Regions from separate parts of the Zea mays genome. Here region 2 is linked to region 1. A link is a contact called in public ChIA-PET data. All regions are on one chromosome and are shown on one strand. The core of a region is the stretch at or near the end of the contact, and the rest is flanking DNA. Distances in the headings are between cores, read along the strand shown. Region 1 overlaps LOC103638912. Region 2 holds the start of LOC100502394 (Beta-amylase 3 chloroplastic).

Region 1 (6,208 bases), core at 1,159-3,658:
ACGGACCAACCGGAGGATGGCGCACAGGACATCGTAACCTGAGAGCTGATGGGGCATAACGTGGGGATTTTTTTAACCAAGCCAAAAAATTTGCCCCCGAGGGGAATCGAACCCGGAACTTGGGAGCTGCTACTCGGAAGACTTTAAAGATTAGGCTAGAGGCCCTTTCGCGCATACTATAATAGAATTACAGGTCACTCTATTTTGTATGACTTCTTATGGTCAAATACGCCTATCATTTCTGGACGGAGTAATTGCAATGTTAGTATAGTTCTAGTCAGATTTTTGGCATGTACCCTTATTTAATTACTCTGTTCTTCAGATGGCCCTTTATCTGGCAGAAGCTAGCAGATATTTTGCATGCACGGATTTATTTCGAGAACCTTCTAAGTACGCATGGTCTGATTACTATGAAGACCATTTTATTTTACCAAGCCAGAGGATTGCTTTAGTAACTAATAAGCGGGTGATGCTGCTTCAGGTAAGGCTTACTCCTTCCTGATCGTATTACTGTTACTTCAAAAGTTTGATTAGAACTGATGTTCTTTGTTTGTAGTGCTTGGATCTAGATAAAATGGACAAGAAACCTTCTAAAATACTTTGGGATGTTCCTTGGGAAGAAGTACTTTCATTGGAGCTAGCAAAAGCTGGGTATCAGAGGCCTTCACATGTAATCATACATCTGAAGAATTTTAGGAGGTCAGAGAACTTTGTAAGGCTTATTAAGTGCAACATTGACAACGAACGGGAACCTCAGGCTCTTTCACTTTGCTGTTCAATTCGGAAAATGTGGAGATCTCACCAAGCAGCAATGAAAGTTATACCATTGAAGGTAATCTCTTGTTCTCCTGAATTGAGTTTTTTTTTTCAACCAACCCTCCTTCCTGAACTGAACTGGTGCTTCTGGACAAAACCATAATAGGTTCCATCAGGCCAGCGTCATGTGTATTTTGTGTCAGATGATGATAAAAAGGAATCCCACAGTTTATCTAGGCCTTTGCTAAGCTCGGGAGGAACCTCTACTGATGTTGAGCAACAGTTCATAAACAATACAGTTCACTTTCAGAAAATGTGGAGCAGTGAACCAGAAATTCAGAGCCGATGCAAACTAGTTGCCAAGCAGGTAAGTCAGCAGAATCTGAATGGATTAAAGAAGAAAATATTTCAGATGTGTGATGTAAAACTACCGTTGATGTTTACTTTAGATTGCGGATGACGGAAGGGTGTTCAGCATATGGAGGCCTCTCTGCCCTAATGGGTATGAATTTTGACATGATATAACCCATTAATGTACTCCCTTCGTTCCAAATTATAAATTGTTGTGGCTTTTCTGGATACATAGCTTTTATTACATATCTAGATCTGCGTAGCAAAAGCTATGTATTAAAAAAGCTAGAACAACATACATTTTGGAATAGAGGGACTAACTGCTTACATATCGAAGGTACTGAGAAAATTATTTCAGGTATGTCTCAATTGGTGATATTGCGCATGTTGGCATCCATCCACCGCATTTTGCTGCTGTATACAAGAATATCAATGGGAACTTTGCACTGCCTCTTGGCTATGACCTGGTCAGTTTTCAATGGGACTTCGTCACACATGCTTGACCAGTGTTGAGCTTACACAGAAATAATATAAGCCTTCTGTTACCTTTATCATGCATAAATGGCAGTTTTTTTAAAATTTTGGAACACCATATGGGGGAGAAAGTCCTTTTGACAGATTTGGCTCTCATGTTTGCCTGCAGGTTTGGAGAAATTGTGCTGAGGATTACAAGAGCCCTGTATCAATATGGCTTCCAAGGCCACCGGGGGGATACGTAGCTCTTGGGTGTGTTGCTGTCCCTTCATTCAAGGAGCCCACTCTTGACTGTGCTTTCTGTGTGGATGAGAGACTCGCGGAGGATGCCGCGTATGAGGAGCAAATCATATGGGCCTCATCGGATGCTTACCCATGGGGATGCTATATCTACCAAGTTCAGAGCGCCTCAATGCAGTTCATGGCACTTCGTGTCCCAAAAGAACAATCTGAGCTAAGGCCCAAGAAGATATTGGAGTCATTTCTGCAGCAAGCATCAGAGACTCAAACGTCCCGTGCATGAAGAAGCTGCACATGATGCTTGTGCGTGCAAGAGAACTCGGCTGGGACAAAGGGCAAGTCTCGTGCAAGAAAGCTCGAAGAATGCCACTTCTTTCGGATCACTCCATTTCTCCGTTGTCAAAGCATACACAGAGGACAGAGCCTTGCATGCCAACACTCGGGTTGACGGAAGTGTTGTATACTAGAATAGTAGGTTAAAGGTTGTAAATGTAAAGTTTTGTAACGTTTGATATAGTTTTTGTCCAGCTACATTTGTTAAGGCCCATGTGGACGTGGGCCATATTAGTTGTGGCTACATATTCTACTAAGAAGTTCTCAGGACTAATCATACTTTCTCTAATTTAAGGTTGTTAAGGCCCATGTGGACGTGGGCCATACTAGTTGTGGCTATATATTCTACTAAGGGCCCGTTTGGTAAAACTTCAGCTCCTGCTTCTTTAGCTTCAGATTCTGATCCTCGTGAGGAGCTGATCCTCCTGATTTTCCTAGAAAATCAGAATCATTTTTAAAACCGTTTGGCAAGTAAACTGATTCTTGTCTTCTGAGGGTTGGTGGCCTATGGCGATTGTCTGTTTTACCCTTTGCAGTTCAACTTTGTTACAAACCAATAAGTAGGATATATATACGGAAAAAAATATGAAACAATAACATATAAAATATTTTCATCATAGTAGTGCATAAAATGGTCTCAAATGTTTAATTCATAAATTGGCTCATTATGTTTTTGTCCAATGGCAATTGCGGGTAATTTCGATCAAACTTTAAGGGGAGGTCTATATTTGGTTGGTTGAGGAGCTGTTTTAAGGGAGGGTGGAGCAGGTTTTTTTAGATCCCACCTTTCTTCACAAAAACGACTCCCGATCTTTCGGCTCCACATGAGAATCAGTTTAAAAAAATACCCGTTTGGCACGGCTCCTCCAAATCTTCGCTTAGAATCAGGAGCTGGAGCTGTGCCAAACGGGCCCTAAGAAGTTCTCAGGACTAATCATACTTCCTCTAATTTAAGGTTAGTAGCATGATACCAGAATAGGTTAAAGTTAGGGCCTAATCCTTTTTTCAACCACTGTCGTGAGCTGCCGTTGTCGCAGGCTCTCCTTCCCAACCGCCGCGACCTCCTCATCTCTACCTCCATCCCAGCCTTCCTAGTTAGGGATGAAAACGAGACGGGTACCCGGAACGGGTACCGGATATGGGTACGAAAACGGGACGAAATTTCGAATATAGATACGGGTATTTTTGTTTTTCGGGATGGATACGAGTACTACCCGGATATCGAGTAGGATACGAAATCACTAATATCCGGTAAGTACCCGAAAATCCCAGGTAGGATACGGGTACCATTCGGGCGGGTACCCGGATTGGGCTAAACGCTTGCTACTTCTGCTTGATAGGCGGCCCATCTAGTAAAGGTCACTAGGTTAGGCATGGCCGGCCACACGCTCAGCAGCTCAGGCGCCCAACGGAAAGCACTCAAAGCAGGACCAGGCGCTCACCACTTTACCAGCTCGGCAGCTCGGCTAAAAGCAGACCTAGCCGCTAAGCACTCCGCGCCTCCGCCCATCCGCCGTCGCACCGCACTGCCCGTTTGCCCGCACACAGCACACTCGCCAAGTCGCGAGCCGCCAGCGCCCAGGGGTTAGCCCTCAGCCGCCGCGCTTCGCGGTCCAGTGAGCGGTGATCCGGTTCTGGTCAACCCTTTACTCTGGCCAGCGTGGCAGCGCCACCCGTCACGGCGTCACCCATCAAGACAGCGCCCACGCCGGCTAGGTCAAACAGCGATTGTGCGCCCACACCGCCCAGATCAAATAGCCACGACCACTCGGTGTCTACAGCTACATACAGGTAGTCAGGTACAGCCTCAACATCTGGATGTGTAGTTGTGTACAGCCTCGGCGTCAATTATTGCTATAGGTAGTCAGGTACAGCCTCACGACCACTTATTTAGTCATTTGTGATTTGCAGTGCTATGGTTGTGGATGTTATAGTTGATATTGAGAATGGGTCTAATGAGAATGAAGTGCAAGCCCCAATTATGGAGGATGGCAATGCTCGCATCGATGACCAAGTTGTCGGTGAACCTTCTGATGGTGCTAATGCTGTTGCTACCCCTCTTCTTGGAAAGAAGAAGAAATTGAAAGGGAAATGTACCCTTGGGAGATTTCCATAAGATTTTGGTGATTAAGTTCTCCACACAAATGCTTTGAGTAATATTTGTGCCAAAGACTTAAGAAGTGCAAATCAAGAGAAAAGGTATGTTTCTAAGACTTAGTACATTGTTTTGGAGACTAATGTATTGTGTCTAAGTGCTAGAAACAGGAAAAGACCAATTTGGAAAAGACTTGGCTGAGCAGCCAAGACTCTGCGCAGTCTGGGTGCACCGGACAGTGTCCGGTGCGCCAGGCTGGCTCTGGCGAACTGGCTGCTCTCGGGTTTCGGCGCTCTATGGACTTAAGCAAGCCCCAAGAGCATGATATGAATGCCTTAGAGACTTTCTAATTGCTAATTCTTTCAAGGTTGGGAAAGCTGATCCAACTTTATTCACTAAGACATGTGATGGTGACCTCTTTGTGTGCCAAATTTATGTCGATGACATAATATTTGGTTCTACTAACCAAAAGTCTTGTGAAGAGTTTAGCAGGGTGATGACGCAGAAATTCGAGATGTCGATGATGGGCGAGTTGAGCTACTTCCTTGGGTTCCAAGTGAAGCAACTCAAGGATGGCACCTTCATCTCCCAAACAAAGTACACGCAAGACTTGCTAAAGCGGTTTGGGATGAAGGACGCCAAGCCCGCAAAGACGCCAATGGGAACCGACGGACATGTCGACCTCAACAAAGGAGGTAAGTCCGTTGATCAAAAGGCATACCGGTCTATGATAGGGTCTTTACTTTATCTATGTGCTAGTAGACCGGATATTATGCTTAGTGTATGCATGTGTGCTAGATTTCAATCTGATCCAAGGGAGTGTCACTTAGTGGCTGTGAAGCGAATTCTTAGATATTTAGTTGCTACGCCTTGCTTCGGAATCTGGTATCCAAAGGGGTCTACCTTTGACTTGATTGGATATTCAGACTCTGACTATGCTGGATGTAAGGTCGATAGGAAGAGTACATCGGGGACGTGCCAATTCTTAGGAAGGTCCCTGGTGTCGTGGAGTTCTAAGAAACAAACTTCCGTTGCCCTATCCACTGCTGAGGCCGAGTATGTTGCCGCAGGACAGTGTTGCGCACAACTACTTTGGATGAGGCAAACCCTCAGGGACTTTGGCTACAATCTGAGCAAAGTCCCACTCCTATGTGATAATGAGAGTGCTATCTGCATGGCGGATAATCCTGTTGAACACAGCCGCACAAAGCACATAGACATCCGGCATCACTTTTTGAGAGACCACCAGCAAAAGGGAGATATCGAAGTGTTTTATGTTAGCACCGAGAACCAGCTAGCCGATATCTTTACTAAGCCTCTAGATGAGTCGACCTTTTGCAGGCTGCGTAGTGAGCTAAATGTCTTAGATTCGTGGAACTTGGATTGATTTATAGCATACATGCATGTGTTTATGCCCTTGATCATGTTCCTTTATGCATATTGTTGTTTATTTATGGTGTACAAGTTGTACAAACACTCTTCGGACCTCAAAAGTCCATGTGTGAATGATGCACATATTTAGGGGGAGATGTGCTACAACTTGACCCTTTGAGACTAACCATGTGCTTGAGTTTTCTTAATTTAGTCTCAAAGGAGGTTTGAAAGGGAAAAGGTGGACTTGGACCATGCAAGACTTCCACTGCACTCCGATGAGAGGGTAACTTATTCCAAGTTCATCTCCATGCTCTTATTGCCTTTTTATTCTTAATTGAAGATTTTGGTGAGGCAATGGGGTTCAAGGGCCAAGATTGATCCTGTTTTGGTGCTTGATGCCAAAGGGGGAGAAAATAAGGGCCAAAGCAATAAATGGATCAGCTACCACTTGAGAATTTTGAAAATAGTAGAATAGAGCTTTTGGTTTGTCAAAAATCTCTTATTGTCTCTTTTGTCAAAAGTTGGCCTCTTGTGGGGAGAATGGTTGATTATGGGAAAAAGGGGAAGTTTTTGAAATCTTTGATC
Region 2 (6,208 bases), core at 1,026-3,525, 73 kb after region 1:
ATAAGCCTTGTTTACTTTTACTATGACAATCCAACATTTTTAGATAACATATGACAATTTATTATAATGAATTTTGATTTCTGTTTTGGGTCTGTTATAAAGACAATTAAGAGTTAAGTTTAATTTATGTTTTCTTTCCAACAGATATATGAAGCTAAAGTAATGAAGGATGATTTTGTAGTATCGTCCAGCATAAGGAAAGAAAGCTGCAATTTGTGCTATTGTTTGATTTAAGACAAACAGAGATGGATATTTAACTTTAGCCATGACACTACTTGTTTGCAACTTTTAAGTAATCTGTTAAATTAAAGATGAGATCTTGCAGATTTTTCTTATTACCTAATGGATTCTCTTATTAGCTGATTCAAATCTAATCATGCATATTGTAGTAAGGACTATGTATGTTGAATCAATGACTCTGGTTCAATTTTAAATATCACATGTGTTTTAAGTTTCTTAACTTTATGGCTTATCTTCTAATTTTTATTTTCTTTTATTTTTCTCTAGCGGATTTTTGAGTAATATGATCATTGTTGTTAAGTGTTTATTATTTTATTTTTAATCTTTATTCACATGTACGTATTTATGAAAATCTACAAACAAGATAAAAAATAGAGTTGAGTATAAGTACCAGCATTTATCTCAATCTGAGACTGGGAGCTGGCGGAGTGGAGTCGGACGTGGGTCTAAACAAAAGGCCAGGCTTGGACGGGTGACGGCTGGGATTGGGTGGTTGCTAGGTATTAACCCAAACCACGTGTGGGTTGAGTTACCAGTAGGGATGAAAACGATTTCAAAATTTTTCGGAATTCCGGAAACCGATTTCGAAATTTTTCGATCGGATTCACCGGTAACGGTATTTTTCGAAAATGGAATCGTTTTCGGAATTTTCTATCGAAATCGATATGGTGTTTTACCGACCATTTCCTTCGGTTACCGGTTTTGTCAGAAATTATCAGATTTATGTCTCGGAATTTTTTGGAATTTTCCATCATGTGATTTTTCGCATCGTCTATACGTCTCTAGATAAGGATTACTTATTTTTGTATTTTTTTGGATGCCTTAAGATTTTTTTGGATAGATGGTGTTGGATTAACGATTTGGTCTCTCGAACAAATCCACCATTTTCTATATACATGTTACGTATTAGTAATATATAATGATAGAGAGCCGACAGTCTGTCTTTTCCACACAATAGGTTTTAGGGTTTTTCTGTGAGGTTCTGAAAAACTCTATATGTGAGAAAAAAATATTTTATAAGTAAGCATGCCATGTCAGCTAGATCGAGTGGATATTGTGAATTGTGAACTTTAAGTCTGTGAACTTGTGATATTTATGAACTTGTTATATTGTGATCTTTGTAAACTTTTTATATTATAAACTTGTGATCCTTGTGAACTTGTTATATGATGAATTGTGAACTTGTGGTCTTTGTGATCTTTTGTCAACTTTGTTGTATTGTGAAGTTTGATATGTTTACGGATCGTATTTTAGATTTCGATCGTTACCGGTGTATTTTCTGCACCAAACTTTTATTTCCGATGTTTCCGAAATACCAATATCGTTTCCGTTTCCGGAGTTACCGTTTTCGATTTTGTTTCCGATAAAAAATATGAAAACGGTAATGGTTTTAGTGTTTACCGACCATTTCCGACCGTTTTCGTCCCTATTTACCGGTGGACGATAACCACATATATCCAAACGAAGCCTAATCCGCTTTGGCTGGGTTGTGGTTGTGAGTACTATACAACACTGGTTAGCTCTAGAGATAGTTTAGCTTAGCAGCCTGTCGGCGTCACACGTCAGCCATGGTACTGTACTAGCAACCGCCAACCGCACTGCCGGTCCGAACTCAAGACGGCTCGCGGGACTCAAGCTTTTTTCAGACTTGCTATCAATGCAAGTATGAATTTGCTGCCGTAGTATGCATGCGAATATGTGGTTGGATAGTGTTTGTGCAGGACAGGTGTCAAGCAGAGGCAATAGCTGCTTCCTGCAGACGAGACAAATTAAATAAAATAATTTAGATAAGATCGCCAGCGGCGCTCAAAAAGCCGTAGCATGCAACGGAACGGACGGACGGGTAGGTACGCTGACGCAATCGTCAGTCTCCAACTAGATCGCGTCCACTTGATTAGTCCTAATCCTAGTCGTTAATAAATTGATTACGGATAAGCGCCCGTGCGATCCATCGCCATCGTCCCCCGGCAATTCCTCTATAAATAGAGCTCCCAGCGCACGCCGAGACTCGATCTCCTCCCATTTGTTCAGCTATCTCCAACCAAGTTGAAACCATCTTGTTCAAATCGCCCCCTCCTCTCTCTCTCTCGTCAAGCACAAGCTTCTGTGCGTTCGTGTTGCGGCCCTGTCTGCTGATTGGCTGTGGATCCAGAGGCGAAACTATGGCTCTGACGCTGCGTTCCTCGACGTCGTTCCTGTCGCATGTGGACCCCGCCTCCAAGCTCCTCCACAAACCCACCGACGAGGCGCCGCCCTGCTGCGTCTCCGTGCCGCCTGCGCCCAGCCGCAGGCCGCGCGCGCTCCGGGCGGCCGCGGCCACGGCCACGGCGCCCTCGCCGGCGACGCACCGCGCGCCGGCGGAGGCGGCCGAGCTGCTGCACGGAGGCGGCGCGGGCCAGCAGCACGGGCTGCCGCGCGGCGGGGTGCCGGTGTACGTGATGCTGCCGCTGGACACGGTGGGGCCAGGCGGCCAGCTGTCGCGGCAGCGCGCGGTGGCGGCTAGTCTGATGGCGCTGCGGGGCGCCGGGGTGGAGGGCGTGATGGTGGACGTGTGGTGGGGCGTGGTGGAGCGGGAGGGCCCCGGCCGCTACGACTGGGAGGCCTACGCCGAGCTCGTGCGCATGGTGGAACGCGCCGGCCTCCGGCTCCAGGCCGTCATGTCCTTCCACCAGTGCGGTGGCAACGTCGGCGACACCTGCAAGTAAGCATCTCTATTCTATAAATCACCTAGATGCTTATGAGTTCAGATATGGTAGCGTGAAATCTACTGCGATGTAGAAGGTTTCGAGTAGCCAATTGCTGTTCTTAGCTTCAAAGGTGTCTAATCTAAAAACAGGTGGTTAACTGGTTACTGGGTTCGGTAGACGGTTAGGCCTCCTTATCCGGTGTTTCTGGCCTTTTTCATTTGTTGGTCCCTTGAACGCAAGGATTTGCTATGTTATTTCCCGGTAGGCAAGCAACCAGAATACTACCATTTCCTCCTATCTCGAATATTTGTGGCCGGCTAGTTCATTTTTAACTAAAACGCGATAAATAAAAAAACGGAGAAAATTATGGAGAACAGAGCAGAGACGTTCCTCTCACATGAGAGAGAGTTGTGCCTGATTAAGCGGTCACAATTTTGCAAACTGCTAACTAACAACACTAAATTGTGTCTGATCATGTTTCTAGTGCTAAACTGCTAACCAACAGCCGCAAGTTGTGCCTGATTAAGTTGGCATAATTTTTGCAACACAAGTAATTGAACAAAATTTAGAGTATACCTAGCAAACTTGGTTAATTGATCGATGTTGGTTGCTCTGATGTTTGCAGCATCCCGTTGCCGCCATGGGTGCTGGAGGAGATGAGCAGCAACCCGAACATCGTATACACGGACAGGTCCGGACGCCGGAATCCCGAGTACATCTCCCTCGGCTGCGACACACTTCCAGTGCTCAGGGGCCGGACCCCCATCCAGGTCTACACCGACTACATGCGCAGCTTCCGCCAGAGGTTCCGCGACTACCTCGGCAATGTCATCGCGGTAATTAACCAGCCACCGTTACTACGATCACTTAACGTTGCAATAGCAGTTGACCATAAAAATGCCATGCATGATGTTGTGATCTTAGGCTAAACCACTCGTGTCTCACTGTTGCAGGAGATCCAAGTGGGTATGGGTCCTTGTGGAGAGCTGAGGTATCCTTCGTACCCTGAGGCCAACGGAACATGGCGTTTCCCGGGCATCGGGGAGTTCCAGTGCTATGACAAGGTAGGCGCACTTGATTGGAAAGGTATTCGGAGTTGCCGGTGAAAGTTTGCTGAGTTGTTGTGCGTTGGTACAGTACATGCGGGCATCGCTGGAAGCCGCGGCGGTGGCGTCGGGCCACGAGGAGTGGGGGAGGGGCGGACCGCACGACGCCGGCGAGTACAAGCAGATGCCCGACGACACGGGCTTCTTCCGGCGCGAGGGCACGTGGAGCACCGAGTATGGGCATTTCTTCCTGGAGTGGTACTCGGGCATGCTCCTGGAGCACGGTGACCGCGTCATGGACGCGGCCGAGGCCGTGTTCGGCGGCACGGGCGCAACGCTCTCCGCCAAGGTCGCCGGCATCCACTGGCACTACCGGACCCGGTCCCACGCGGCGGAGCTCACGGCCGGGTACTACAACACGCGGGGCCGCGACGGGTACGCGCCGATCGCGCGCATGCTGGCCAAGCGCGGCGCTGTGCTCAACTTCACGTGCATGGAGATGAAGGACGAGCAGCAGCCGCAGCACGCCAGCTGCTCCCCCGAGCTGCTGGTGCAGCAGGTCAAGGCTGCGACCAGCGCCGCCGGCGTGCAGCTCGCCGGCGAGAACGCGCTGGAGCGGTACGACGATGCGGCGTTCTCGCAGGTGGTGTCGACGGCGCGCGGCGCAGGCCTGGCCGCGTTCACGTATCTGCGCATGAACAAGACGCTCTTCGACGGCGACAACTGGGGGCGGTTCGTGTCCTTCGTCAGGGCTATGGCCGACGGTGGCGCGAGGCCAGCGCTGCCGCGGTGTGACACGGGGCACTCGGACCTGTACGTCGGGTTTGTCGACGCCGCCAAGGAGAGGAAGGCGGCGGAGGCCAAGGGCGCCGCCACCACCGCAGCATTGTAGGTGGTCATCGGTAGATGCCCATGCATGTGCTTGCATAATGCATACAGACACATGCGCCGAGCTGTTGTATAACGTACACAGGAGAACTGTATAAATTCAGGGCCTTCAGGTTGCAAAGTTTTATAGGCTGTAATCGAGCAGGTAGATAAGGAGGCAGGCATGTCAGAACTTAGGCTATCTTCAGTTTATTTGTTCCATTTCAAACTGTATTATAAGGAGCAGCTTGGTGACTTTCACTGTCATAAATTTAGCTGAAGGAAAATAGAAATGCCAATTACTACAATTAAGGCCATGCTTGGAAGGAACTTAGGGAAGAATCACTCCCGCAGAATTAAACGGTAAAAATCTGAACCGCTCCATGGTGAAAGTAGAGTGAATATAGTCTCTATTTTGTACTAGAAGGTAGGAGCCAAAAAAAATTGCGCTCCCAACCTACCCCCTCCCCACTAAACCCTCAAGAATCACTTCACAGACTATTTGCCAAACTGTGGGAAACCCTAACCCTGTCTTAGGGATGAGTAATATATTAATAGACTTTAGTTAACTGGGTCTGGCCCATTACACAGGGGTGTGAGTAATTACGCGGGGAGAACCCCAAACCCTAAGGGCTTGTTTGGGTGCTCTAGTATTCACTCCAATACACATAGGTTGATGTGTAAATTAAACTAATTTACACCTCAGTCCACCTCAACCCATGTGCATTGGGGTGAATACTAGAGTATCCAAACATAGCCTAAACGGGATTCTAACACACCGCGCAATCGCAACTCTATCTGTATAGATGTTGAGACTGGATCGAAAGTCTAAATACACTCGAAGGTAACCCCTTGATGAAGATGTCGATGAACTGCAGTGTGGTGGGATACTGAGAACTCGAACGTCATCAAAACGGACACGCTCGCGGACGAAGTGTAGGTCGATCTCCACGTGCTTTGTGCGCTGATGTTGCACGGGATTGGTGGAGAGGTAGACTGCGCTGATGTTGTCGCAGTAGACAAGGGTGGCACGCTAGAGGAAGCTGTGGAGCTCGTGGAGGAGCTGGCGCAGCCAGGAGGCATCAACCACTCCGTTGGCCACGGTGTGGTACTCGACCTCTGTGCTGGAACGGGAGACGACGGGCTGTCGATTTGTGGCCCAGGAGACGAGGTTAGCGCCCAAGAGCACGGCATAACCGGATGTGGACCGACGTGTGTCGGGACAACCAACCTAGTCAGCATCGGTGTAGACGACGAGCTCGGATATCGGGGATGGTTAGAGTAGGAGTTTGTAGTCGAGGGAGCCATGGAGGTAGCGCAAGATCCGCTTAAGGACGGTCAGGTGGGGCTCCCGCGGGGTGTGCATAT

What was found. ChIA-PET counts read pairs in DNA pulled down with a chosen protein or histone mark.
Region 2: a contact with region 1 is called in an H3K4me3 ChIA-PET map of seedling, with 9 times the contacts expected there. The contact joins the promoter of LOC100502394 here to the enhancer-like site in region 1. A contact is called at or near these places in 8 of 25 Hi-C or Micro-C datasets (ear, leaf, leaf mesophyll and 2 more) and 1 of 3 datasets of contacts at active chromatin or transcription factors (seedling).

Annotation. Positions count from the first base shown.
Region 1 is chr9:119,243,778-119,249,985 of Zm-B73-REFERENCE-NAM-5.0, forward strand. LOC103638912 reads left to right here. Exons shown (of 63, transcript XM_008661702.3): 58 at 323-481; 59 at 557-832; 60 at 923-1,123; 61 at 1,206-1,258; 62 at 1,466-1,574; 63 at 1,751-2,528. The coding sequence ends at 2,104. Among protein-coding and RNA genes, the nearest start is that of LOC103638913, 64 kb to the right of the region's middle. Within about 2 kb of position 2,409, at least 10 of the 20 cell types and tissues checked have an H3K27ac peak or open chromatin away from gene starts, as enhancers often do. A contact at or near this core is called in leaf, root tip and seedling, where this site is marked.
Region 2 is chr9:119,316,953-119,323,160 of Zm-B73-REFERENCE-NAM-5.0, forward strand. It overlaps LOC100502394 (Beta-amylase 3 chloroplastic), which reads left to right and starts at 2,276. Exons shown (of 4, transcript NM_001365548.1): 1 at 2,276-2,941; 2 at 3,553-3,763; 3 at 3,881-3,991; 4 at 4,065-5,156. The coding sequence starts at 2,403. The coding sequence ends at 4,865.